Linked DNA regions of Macaca mulatta: region 2 is linked to region 1. Evidence: chromatin contacts called from public Hi-C data. All regions are on one chromosome and are shown on one strand. Each heading gives the region's core, a stretch centred on a gene start, on an enhancer-like site or on the middle of the called end of the contact. The rest is flanking DNA. Distances are from core to core; before and after follow the strand shown.

Region 1 (6,259 bases), core at 1,566-4,065:
AAGGAAGTGTTCGATGAAATCGTGCGGGGTCATGGCGGCCAGGTTCCACTTGAGCTTGTTCACCAGGAGCAGCTCCATTTGCTGCGAACACAGGGTGAGCGGCCATCAGGGGAGGTGCGGGCCGGCCCGGGGGCGCGGGGAAGCCGGCAGCATGGGGGCCCGGGGCCATGCAGCACCTCCGGCTCAGAGCACTGGCTCCTGCGTCTCGTGCGGTCCTGGAGGTGGGAGGGGAGGGCTGGCGAATGATGGGGGTGGTATCGGGGAGCCGGGGCAACACGCGATCCCAGATCAAAACAGAAAAGGTGCCCGCTGCGTGAAAAGACTCTGCAAGTGGAAACAAAAAGACCTCCCACCACCTGAAACAGGAGGCTCAGTGCGGAGCGCGGCGCTCCTCGTGCAGCCGCTGGAGGGCGCGCGCCGCCCACTTTTCGGCCACACTGCCGGGCGCGAACGCGGTGGGAGTCGCAGGCAAGCGACTTGGGGGCGGTGGGACGGGGGCGGCTAGGATCCCGCCCGCTCCCGGGACAGGGACGCCCGGCGGCGGGGCCGCCCTCCCTGGGAGCAGATATGCCAGAGGCGGGCCGGCCGCCACTGCCTGCACCTTCCCCGGCCCCGTGATCCTGCGTGCGACTCTCGGGGGGCAGGGGGCGGCGGGGTCCCGCGGTTACCAGCAGCTCTTCGGGCCGGATGGAGTTGTCGGTGTAGATGCACAGCTTCTCGGCCGTCAGGGGGATGGTCTCCTTCATCTTAGAGGCCACGAACATGCAGGTGGCCCCCAGCAGCTGCAGGCGGCTCTTTTTCACGGGCTCCAGCGACAGGAAGCGGTCCAGGTAGTTCATGGCCAGCGGGAAGACCTCCTCCTCGCACTTCTGCTCCTCGCAGACCTGCGGAGGCACGGGGCCCGTGACCGCCGCCGCCAGGTCGCGCCGCCCCACCCCCGCCCCCGCACCCCCCCATCGCGCTCGGCAGGACCGCCAGTTCTGAAGGGCGCCGAGGGGTGGGGGCCGGGGGCGGAAGGACCTTCCTGTGATGCGCCCCCTCCCCCGCGCGTCCCCAGTACCCACCCTCCCCGAAACTGAAAGGGAAAGTCCCCGCGAGGCTGGCACGGTGGGGGCGGGAGCGGGCACAGCTGGGCGGCGTGCGCGGCGGCGCGGGCTGCCAGCCCTGGGGACCCCGGCCCGCCCTGGAGCTCCGTGGTCCCTCTGACTGAGGGTCGACACCCACTGGGGTGCGGGGCCGCGGAACGGGCCGCGGGGTTGGGCGCCGCGCCTGCGAGACACAAAGGTGGCGTCCCAGGCCGCCGCGCCGCATTTCCCCAGACGTCATCTTTTCAAAAAATATTTAAAAATATTAAAAAAATAACTAAGTGCATAAAAAAACCCTGAAAATGACCCTCGGGCGACCCTTTACCCAGGCCGAGGGTCGGGAGTTCGTTACAGGCTCCGGGGGGAGCCCCAGGAATTCAAACTCCGGGGCCCCCCTTCCCCCTGGGCGCGGGCGGCGTTTCCCTCTCGCAAGGGCACCACGCCGCACTTTCAAAAATTATTTAAAAATACTTGCGGGCCCCTCAGGCGCCCACCGAAGGTCTGAAAATGTGCTCCCAGGCCCCCGGCTCCCTCAGAGAAGGTCCCCCAAGCCGAGATCCCTGCAGACGGGGATCAAGCCCTGGCGTCTTGGGGGCCACGCGACCTTGCAGCTCGGCGTGCTCTCCGGCCCTGGCTGCCCATTTGGGGCGCCCCGGGACTCGCTGCTTAAACAAAGGGCCCCCCTTCCCGAGCGGGGTCCCCCCAAAACTCCCCATGCCGCGTCCCTGCGCCCCTCCCGCGGGCTCCCGGCGGCCGCGCGGCCCCTAGCTGCGGCCCCAGCGCCCGGCGGCCGCTCCCCGCCCCCACCCTGCCCCCAATTATTAATAAACACTTTTGCTTTGCAATAAAAGAGCAAAGATGGCGCATAATACTGGCACGAGCGGCCCTTGCATACGTGTCCATGGATATTAATTTAAAAATCAAATCTATGCCCCCTCCCCCCGGAGTTGGCGGCTCTCGGCCGCAGCGGCCGCGAGAGGAGGCGCAGCCGGGCTGGGGCGCAGGCGGGGGGCACAAAGCGCACTCAGCCTGCCAGCCCGCACCCTCGGGCCCATTGGGGTGCCCCGACACTGGCTTCTCCCGACGGCACCCCTCCCCAACCCCCTTCTCCCCTCCCACGAAACGCAACTTATAGCACCCCCACCCCCACCCCTTCCTGCTTCAGAAAATACCCACAATTTTTATTTTTAAAATGCGGATCCCTAGCAACACCACAGCAAACTTCAAAGTTCTAGCGGGAGAGAAGGGAGGGGGGTGAGGAGCAAAGAAACGTGGGTCTGGGCAACAAGTTGCAGGGAAGTCTTAAGAGAGCCGCCCAAAGCCCCGCACCTCCAGCATCCAGGTGGCGACGATCTTCCGCATGGACGGCAGGACCTCCTTCTGCACACATTTGAAGTAGGACACCGAGGGCGCGCAGGTCTCCTCCGCCTTCAGCATGGCCCGCAGCACCCGGTCGTTGAGGAGGTTGGCATCGGGGTACGCGCGGCGGATGGTTTCCACTTCGCAGCACAGGAGCTGGTGTTCCATGGCTGGGGCTCTGCCTGGGCAGCTAGGGAGGGCTGTGGGTCCGGGCTGGGTCCGCGCTCGGCTCTCGCTTCTGCTGCCCCGCGCTCCCTCGCGCTATTCTGCCCCTCGCCGGAGCGTGCGGACTCTGCTGCTCGCTGCTACTGCGCCGACAGCCCTCTGGAGGCTCCAGGACTTTGCAACTTCAACAAAACTCCCCTGTAGTCCGTGTGACGTTACTGTTGTTAAGCAGAGATCAAAGCCGGGCAGAGAATGGGAGCGGGAGGGGGGCGGGGGCGGGCGCAGGGGGAGGGGGCGCGGGCGCCAAACGCCGGGAGCAGCGAGGGGCAGAGCCCAAAAGCCATCCCCGAGGCGCCGCGCCTGCCCTGCGGCGGAGTTGCCCCCGTAGTCCGGTTTTCATAGAAATGCAAATCGCCCCGCTGCAGCCTTTCTCCCCGCCAGGGAAGAGGGGTGCAGGGGGCCCCGTCCGCCTCGAGTGGGTTCCCTGGGATTTAGGGGGTGAGGTGGTGGTGGCTCTGCAGTAGGGGACCACTAGGAAGGCCGGCAGGCCACACGCAGCCTGGGGAGACCACGAGAAGGGGGGACTCTAGGGCGCGGCGACACCCCATATCCAAGCCGGCAGAATGGGCGCATTTCCAAGAACGCCACGAGGGCACCCACGGGCGGACAGACGGCCAAAGAATCTCAGCGACTGCATCTTCTTTCATTTTCATTAACACGTGTAAATTTCAAGAACTATTTAGCATACAGGGACGGGGAGGACCGGGCACACAACCCCTGTGCAAGTTTCATTCCGGCGCACAGGGGCGTCGTTGCAAATGCCCAAGGGGGTAACCCTAAAAGTTAAAGGAATTTCAGCTTAGCATGCGCTCGCTCAAAAAATAAAATAAAATAAATGCCCGAAAATTCCAGCAGCAGCCCAAGATGGTGGCCAGCATTTCCTTCATCTTGTCCTTCTAGCCTGGAGACTCTTCGGGCTGCCTTCCTACCTTGACCAGTCGGTCCTTGCGGGGATCCCCAAATGCACCCCCTCCCTTCCCGTGCCGGCAATTTAACCGGGAGAAACACACGTCTGAATGGAAAGCTGAGAAACAGTGATCTCCGTTCTGACTCATTTTTTTAATTAAAAAAGAAATTAAATTGCTGGAAATATTAGTCGCCTCAGCCTGGGACAAGACCACTGGAAGGTTCCTAATTGGTTTTGTTGGGGGTGTAGACGTCCCTTCACCTTTAGAGTTTGCCCTGGGACTAAATTCGTGAGCATGAGGGGGCTGGCAGGAGCGGGCATAATTCAGAACAATTATCAATTAAACAAATGAGTGTACTGATCTGATTTTTAGCAAAATCGATAGGTGTTCGTGGTTTCATGAGAGGGTCCCCACTACCGCAAACTTAAGCAGATGTAAATTAAAATACATAGTTTTTAAAATAACAGGTTCTGTCTCTTTGGTGCATTAAAAAATAAAAGGACATTTTACTGTCTTAACTTTTGTTTTTGTTATTTTAATAGTACCTGCCCCAAATTAAGAAAACTGTTCATTTACTTCCTTTTGAATATAGTTTAGTGTCATCAAACCACCGTATCCTCTTAACAGTAAAAGCTCAAAGAAAACGGATAGAAAAAGTCCCCTCCCCTTCGCCAGGGTGCTCACAGCAAGATGCGACCCCCCCCACCCCCCACCTTTCAGGGTGAATTCCTCCCGTGCCCCCTCCCCCGCCGGGAATTAGGATTACTAATATTCCGGGTCCTGGGGGGTAATTACCCCCAGATTCCGCATGGGGAGCGATGGGTGGCCCCAGCAGGGAGCACCCACGGTCGTGTCCCCCCCACTCCCCGAGCACCCATAATCGCTTTGGCCCCAGCATAGCCAAGCCTCAGAGCATCAGCCCGCGCACGAGGGCGGCCCAGCTGCTTTTTCATTCATAAAATCCCGACCCGGCGGCCGCCTGGATGATTTATGGGGCCCGGAGCTATCACCCGGCCTCTCCCACCCCGGGGGTCGAGGGGCCCCGAGCCCCGCGTGCGCCCTGGCCCAGCCCGAGGCGCGAAGCGGGCCGAAGTCGGCTAGGGGCAGCACGGCATAAAGAGGCTCGCCCACTCCGGCAAAACCGGCTCTGGGTCCAGGAGGGAGCTTCACCCCCCCATCCCGGGCGCAAGACAGAGGAAACTGGAATTAGCATGAGCCAATGGGGGCGCGGCGCTGTTACTAGGCGGACCGGGCAGATCTAGGCTAGGAACTTTGTTGATTTCCCGGCTCAGGGACGAGCGCAAAATTGCAAGCCCGGCTAGCGAGCGTAAAGAGCCGTCCAGGAACCCGCGGGGGAGGCGCTGGAATTTGGGGCCCGGCGGGGAGCGCCAGCTGTCCAGCCTCCACCTGGGGGAACCCTGCTTAGCGGCCCCCGGGTCCCCTGAGGGGGCCAATACCTCTGGGCTTTTGAGGGTCATTGCTTCAAGAAGCGCAGAGAAAGCATTTTGATTTTTTTCCAAAGGGAAAAGCAACTTTAAAAAACTTTTCTGTTGCAGTTTTACTTTACACTGTCTTCTTAAAACCCACCACGAAGCAGGAACTGCGGCTTCTGGGCTCATTTAAAGTGCTCTGTTCTTATTTCTTGGTGACCATTTGGAGACAAAGGCCAAGTGGCCCAGTCGGGAGGGTAACCACGCTGGTTTGAAAGAAAATCCAAAAGTAACTTAAATCACCTTCACGCTTTCCTCGCCCCTTGGCCCCTGCCCGGGTGACCGCGGCCTGGGCGGATGGTCGGCCCCGAGAGAGCGAATTCCGCTGCAGGCGCGTGTTCGCCACCGTCCCTGGCTGTGGGAACCTTCATTCAGGCGGGGGAAGGGAGCGCGTTCATTCAAGAACCGGCGCGACGCGGCGCAGACCCCGGGACTCAGCGCGGCTGCGCGCCGCGGGGCTGGGGGCTTGGGATGGGGGCGGGTGGTGCAGGGACCAGTCCCGACCTTTCGCCAGCGACCTCCGGCACCCGCCTTACCACCAGGGCGGCTGGCGGGCGGGCGCACCCAGGTGGGGTCACCTGCAGCCGCATACCTGGCGGCGACTTGAAAGGACTTGGCTCAGGCTCCGCGAGTTTTCCATTGTTAAGCCCTTAAGTCGCCCGGGAAAACGCTTCCGAAAGCCGGCCCCTGGGTTCCGAAGACGCTCGAGCTCCCCTTCCCCCTACACTACTCGCTTTTGGGGTGCGCGTGGCGGCCCACGTGCTGCGGCAGCTCTGCTTCGGTTACGTAGCGCCGATTCCCGGCGCCCCAAAACTGCGAGGTGGGCCGGGGCGAACTCCGGCCCCAGTGCCCACCCGAGGCAGCCACACGCTCGGCACATGGACAGCCGCACCCCGCCCCCCATCGCCCCAACCGCAGACGTGCGTTTCCGCTGTAGATCAATTAGTTTCAGCCACACACAGACCACCCTGCCCCCCCCCCCGCCCCCGCGCCCCAGTCGTCCGTCAGGCGGGCTGCGGGGAAACGGGACCCCTCCTCCAGCTCCGAAGGCTGCGGGCGAGATGTGAGCGGGAGTTAAAACGCAACCCAACAGGTAGGGGGGCGGCCCTGGCTCCAACGACGCATCTGGGATCCCGAGGCTGAAGGCGCAACTCTTGAGGGTTAAAGGCGATTCTAATTCCTCGACTCCCGC
Region 2 (6,347 bases), core at 811-3,310, 520 kb after region 1:
GCTCGTCCCAAAAGACATGGCCATATTTGATTATTCTGAGTCATCCCAACCTGACACAAGCTACCCTTGGGGACAGGGGAGCAGGCAGAACACCCTGGGAAGCCCCCAGGTGGCTTCCACGTGATGAGAAGGCTGCCCGTGGCCCCTGACCAAGCCCAGCTTCTCCGTGGTAAAGCGAGGGCTGCGCTGGGGTTTGCCCGTGGCCGGGTGCCCTGGGAAGCCCGGGCCTGGCAATAACTCACCCAGAGCTACCTCAGTTTATCTGGCTGTGAAATGGACTGGGAAGACCAGGTGAGGGGTCCCAGGCAGGGTAGGGGGTCAGGGGTGGGGTTCGCTGTGGCAGACAGGTGAGGGCCTGCCCTACCTAAAGCTTCTGCTACCCAGCAACCTCTGGTCACTGCTGGAGGGGGCCGGCCAAGCAACACCAGGCGCTCTGGAAATTGAGATGAGTTCATGAAATCTCCTGTAGCGGCTTGCACGGTGGCTTCGAAAGATATGTCCACATCCTAACCAAATGTGGCCCTATGTGGAAACAGGCATCTGCAGATGCAGTTAAGGACCTTGAGATGAGATCATCCTGGAGGACCCTAAATCCAATGACCAGCCTCCTCCTAAGGGCTCAGAGGAGAGACACAGGGAGAAAGGACAGGGGCCACGTGAAAACGAGGCGGAGACCGGAGCAGTGCAGCCACAAGCCACGGGGCACCTGGAGGCACCAGGGCAGAAAGAAGCCGGGGGCCCTTCCTGGAGCCTTGAGAGGGAGCGCCGCCTGCCTACATCTAGATATCGGGTTCTGGGCCCCAGCACTGGGAGAGAAGACATTTCTGTGGTTTTCAGCCCGCACTGGTTTGTGATCTTTTGTTACGGCAGCCGCAGGAAATCTCCCAGCTTACAGGGCCGGCTCGTTCTTTCGCTAGTACTGAAGGTACCAGAACGCGCGTCACGGCCGCCCTCGTCCTGGGGGTTCCGGCCAGCAAGGCCTGGACTCCAGATCACAGCCCTGCACTGGAACCCAACGAGGAAACGGCCCCCCAGGTGACGTCGGGGAGGAGAAGCCCCCTCCCAGGCCGCAGGCTGCTCTCGGGAGTGGACAGTGACAGCGCCTCCTTCAAGGACACTGGCTATGACTGCCTTTGTAAGCTTCAAAGTACCTTCCAGGTTACACGGCGGGGTTATGAACGGGACTGAGTTCCTATCTCCCGAGAGTGACAGTGCAAGTTCCAGACCCACGCCCCGCCCCAGGCACGGCCAAGGCACAGAGGCCAGCGCCGGGAGCTGGGCCCTGAAGGTCCCGCAGTGGCCCGCAGCACCCCTGGGGCGGCACCCGCCTGCCCGAAGGGCGGCCCCGCCCTCCCCCAAGGGAGGCGGCCATCACATGGCAGAGGTGCCAAGCTGGTGAAAGGCTGCCCTCCCTCTCCTGGCACCACCGTCCACTGCAAATGCCTGGCTGGAGTCGGTGCCAGCAGCCTTCGGGGGCTGTCATGTGCCCAGGTTGCTGGCAGCTGCTGGTCAAGGGGCCTTGCCCTCCCTCTCTCTGGACACACCTTTGATTCGGAGGAATGTGTGTGTGTGCTTTTTATTCCTTGAAGGGGAAAAAGCTCTCTCTCGGCAGAATTCTTCCCGGGACCCCGGCTGCTGACCGCCGGTGAGGGATCCTGGGAAGGTCAGGCCTCTGCAGGGACCCCCGTCCCTGCCTTCCCACCACCCTCCCTGACACCGCAAATGCACTTCGTGGACTTCTGTCGCTTGGGAAGGATTAGAGGGCCGTGCCTTTCAATCCCACCTCTGAGATTATAAATCCTGGAAACCAGCCCTGCCTCCGAGCTGTAACCTTGAGCAAGTCCCTCCATCCCCCGACCCCCAGTTCGTTCATCCACTTCATAGGGATATTCCAGAGGGCTCCACCGAGGACCAAACACAACGAAACCATGCTCCTTATCAGCTCCACAGGGCGCTCTGAGAGTTTTCACCTTCAGGGGGTTATGAATGATGAAGCCAGGGTGACAGGCGTCGCCTGGGACTTGGAGGCAGACTGGGATGTTTGCCAGGCTCTCATTAAATAAGATAACATACATTAATAAGATAACATCCTTGGCTCAGGCCTCCTAGCGAGCGCTCCGCAAACACTAGTGATGGCCGCTCCCATTTTCTCCCAAATCCAGGCTACATGCCCGTGGTCCTGTCACCAGCTGCTCCAAGCTTCAGTCTCCATAGGACAGCGCTGATCACTTGGAGCTGAGCCTTGCTAGGCCACGCTGGCCGCAGAGCAACTACCCTGCAAGGGAGTTTCATTTATTCATAATAAATCCTGTTAAGGCTGAGGGTGAGACAAGCCTTTTTGTTTCCGGCATTTTCTCTTCTAAGCAAAGTCTGGTGCAGGCAGAAGGAAATCACGATCCGTGCGTCTCAGCACCAGGAGTCCTCGGTGGAGGCCCCGTTGCCAGGCAGAGGGGCTTCTGGAAGAGTGGCCATAGGAGCTGCAGGTCATGCACCAAAGGTGCAGGCTGTGCTAGGCTCACAAAGGGGCCGAGGGGCAGGGGCCCAGTGACCACCTGGCCTCAGGCCCCAGAAGGACCCCTGTAGACAGCTCAGCGTCACCAAGGGCAGCTCCCAAGAGATCACCAAGAGCCTAGAGGCCACCCCCATGTGAACAATGGGGCCCTAGGTCCCCACGAAAGAGGGTGGCAGAGCTGGACATGAAGCAGGCACCTGGCACAGGTCCTTCTCTTTCCTGTGTGAGGCCTGGGGCTCTCCCCTTCTGGAAGGCAGGAACATGAAAGCACCTCCCTGTGGCACCCCCAGGCCCTACACCCGGGGGCCAGCTTGTCTCTTTGCTCCACACACCAGGGCCATCCTCACGCAGCCATCGACAATGTCCCCACCCCTCGGTCCCCGCAATATTCCAAACCCATCACTGAGCACTTCCGAGTGAGGGCCGGGCCACGGGCTCCCTGACCTTCCAGAAGTGCTGTCGCATGACCTCACGTCCTCACGTGAAAAAACAGGGCTCAGAGAGGTCAGGTAACTTGCTCAGATCACACAGCTGCGAGGGCTGGGCTCGAGCCCAGGACTGTCTGGCTCCACCGCCTGTGCTCTGGGCTGAGCTATAAAACTGCACACCCCTCACTCACCCCCACACACACTGGTCCGTCTGTCTCACATCCACAGGGCTCAAAGCTGCTTCTGGCCCCAGAATGCACCGAGGTGGAAGGAAGCCCGGGAGGAAATGAGACTCATGGAAAGGGAATAAGGTGGTGAATGCAGCACTAGAGACCAGAGACGGGGATGGGGAGGCTTCCTGAAGAGGGGCGTCGGGGCGAGGCGGGCCGGCCAGGTGGGGGTGAGGGGAGAGCAGAGGGAGCAGCAGTGGACACACACAGAGACAACAGAGGGAACAGCAGTGGACACGCAGAGAGAGACAACAGAGGGAACAGCAGTGGACACACACAGAGACAACAGAGGGAACAGCAGTGGACACGCAGAGAGAGACAACAGAGGGAACAGCAGTGGACACGGACAGAGAGAGACAACAGAGGGAACAGCAGTGGACACGCACAGAGACAACAGAGGGAACAGCAGTGGACACGCACAGAGACAACAGAGGGAACAGCAGTGGACACGCACAGAGACAACAGAGGGAACAGCAGTGGACACGCACAGAGACAACAGAGGGAACAGCAGTGGACACGCACAGAGACAACAGAGGGAACAGCAGTGGACACGCAGAGAGAGACAACAGAGGGAACAGCAGTGGACACGCACAGAGAGACAACAGAGGGAACAGCAGTGGACACGCACAGAGACAACAGAGGGAACAGCAGTGGACACGCACAGAGACAACAGAGGGAACAGCAGTGGACACGCAGAGAGAGACAACAGAGGGAACAGCAGTGGACACGGACAGAGAGAGACAACAGAGGGAACAGCAGTGGACACGCACAGAGACAACAGAGGGAACAGCAGTGGACACGCACAGAGACAACAGAGGGAACAGCAGTGGACACGCACAGAGACAACAGAGGGAACAGCAGTGGACACGCAGAGAGAGAGACGGCAGAGGGAACAGCAGTGGACACGCACAGAAGCCATGTCCAGGCAGCTGCAGGACGTTCTCGAAGCTGCCCTGAGTGAAAGTGTGGGGAAAGGAGGGGCCGCTCGAAGCTGCCCTGAGCACCGGTGTGGGAAAGGAGGGGCCAGGCTTCGCCAGGCATTCTAGGATCAAACCAGGTTGGGGCTTTTCTCTTAGATTGAATCCTGAAGAGCCATAGACAGTTCTAAGCCCAGGGTGAGTGACAACATTGACCATTTGGAAGTGCCCACCAGAGGCCACGTGCCCCAGAAGGAGAGGAGTCAGAAGAGGGAGTTGCCAGGAGAGGAGATGGCACTGAGCTGGGGATGGGGAGGGAGAACAGGTGGCCTGATGAGATCTGAGACAGGACTGGGTGGCAACGTGAACAGCTGGGGGTGAGACCGTAGCCTACACACTGAAGGCATATTGGTTTTTAATGCCTTGCAATTGCCTTTGATTCTGCAAGAGAATAACATTTCTGGAAGCTCCGGTAGAAAATTTGATCAGTGCAAAACGAGAATCTACTCATGAGTGTGACCGCTTCCCAACTCCTACCCCAGCGACCTGCCCAACCCTCCTGTCCAAGAAGCCTCTTAAGGACTCCCAACCAGACCAAAAGCTGCACTTTGGCAGGAACCTTTTGTAGGTAGAGAACGTCAAAAGAGCGAGTCTTACAATGAAGACAGGACAGTGTCCTGGCCAGGCCTGGAGGCCGAAAGATGGAGAAGAGGACACCCAGACCCTATGGTTGTCCAGGAAGTAGAGAGAGCCCTTATTTTATTGCTATTTTTCAGGTGGGGGTGGGTGGGGAGGAGTCGCACTCGTCGCCGAGGCTGGAGTGCAGTGGCGCGATCTCGGCTCACTGCAACCTCCGCCTCCTGAGTTCAAGCGATTCTCCTGCCTCAGCCTCCCGAGTAGCTGGGACTACAGGTACCCACCACACCTGGCTAATTTTTTGTATTTTTAGTAGAGACAGGGTTTCACCACGTTAGCCAGGATGGTCTCAATCTCCGGACCTCGTGATCTGCCTGCGTCAGCCTCCCAAAGTGCTGGGATTACAGGCATGAGCCACCATGCCCAGCCTGATTGCTATTTTATTCTGGGGGAAACACACCAAAGTAGGGATGTCAGAAATCATTTGTGCCTTTTTAGGGCAGACGCCCATAGTAGGCATGAAGACTTCATAGTGGAGGGTTCACAAGAGGATTGAACTCCCAGAAAAAATAATGAAGTGTTCACATCAGAGCCCGAGGGAGCCAGGGAGGCCTCCACAAGGGCCCGAGCCCTGGCATCAGGGGAATTCTCCCCACCCGCTGGGGAAGGCGGCGGCCCGCCCAGCCATGGCCCAATGGCCAGGTGGAATCAGCACGCGGGGCTGCGCTATCTGGGGCCAGAATTCGGAATGCCACACGTAGCAAACAGTTAATGATCAACTGGTCACCCCTATCCAAAAGACCTAAAACTAATAGAGCTATAAAATGTGTAAAATATCTGCCCCCGACCAGACCAGACAAGACAGCTTAGGGCAGTAAGCATTTCTCTGCCTCCCCTTTCAATAACCTTGCACTGGGAGGCAGGCCACGGGGCCACTCCTATGGGAAAATTTTCCCGAAGCAAGCCATTTGGCCAGAAACGCTTCCCATGCTCTCCTCAGCACCCTGTCCCTGGCCACGACCCCTCTCCCCTTGCAGCCACCGCCGAAGGGACACGGATTCCTTCTCAAGTTGCACATTTTGGGAAGGCTGGAGTGTTTTAAATGGAGCATGTATTTGCCCCTTGAAGGAGAAAGAAGGGCGCCAGGGGAGTGGACCTCCCATCCATGCACGGGCCTTCCCTCTCCTGTCCTGACACAGAGAGTGACTTCTGCTAGAGCTGCTGACTTCTGCCAATTTATATGCTAATTCCAGAAATTATTCTTCCTACATTAAATAAAAGCTGAGGAATGTTCCAAAGGTCTGAACAGATTGTACCATTAACAGACAGAGGAGAGCTGCGCAGGCCCTGCCCACAGGAGTTTTGAGCGTGTGAACTTGTGTGCAGCTCACACTCTTGCCTCATTTTAGGCGCACGTGCTCCTTAGGCTGACTTGCCAAAATAAAACTGCTTCGGCATCCAAAGCCTCCCCGTGCCCATCCTGACCTTGCAGTCCCCTTTCAGAGTAACCTGAGAAAGCAGAGACTGCAAAACAGAATTGGAAGGGGGCCACATTGAGTTCACACCCCGGAGTGATCACCTGACCCTAAGTGTGTCAGCATCATCAGAGTATCGCCCCCCTGAC

What was found. A called contact is a pair of places that touch in the nucleus more often than the background predicts.
Region 2: a contact with region 1 is called in a Hi-C map of fetal cortical plate, with 2.4 times the contacts expected there. The contact joins the enhancer-like site here to the promoter of CCND1 in region 1. A contact is called at or near these places in 6 of 14 Hi-C or Micro-C datasets (CD4 T cells, blood, fetal cortex germinal zone and 3 more).

Annotation. Positions count from the first base shown.
Region 1 is chr14:5,015,042-5,021,300 of T2T-MMU8v2.0, forward strand. CCND1 (cyclin D1) reads right to left here and starts at 2,816. Exons shown (of 5, transcript NM_001278446.1): 1 at 2,415-2,816; 2 at 669-884; 3 at 1-81. The coding sequence starts at 2,612.
Region 2 is chr14:5,540,486-5,546,832 of T2T-MMU8v2.0, forward strand. No RefSeq gene overlaps it. Among named protein-coding and RNA genes, the nearest start is that of SMIM38, 45 kb to the left of the region's middle. Within about 2 kb of position 2,061, at least 2 of the 40 cell types and tissues checked have an H3K27ac peak or open chromatin away from gene starts, as enhancers often do. A contact at or near this core is called in fetal cortical plate, where this site is marked.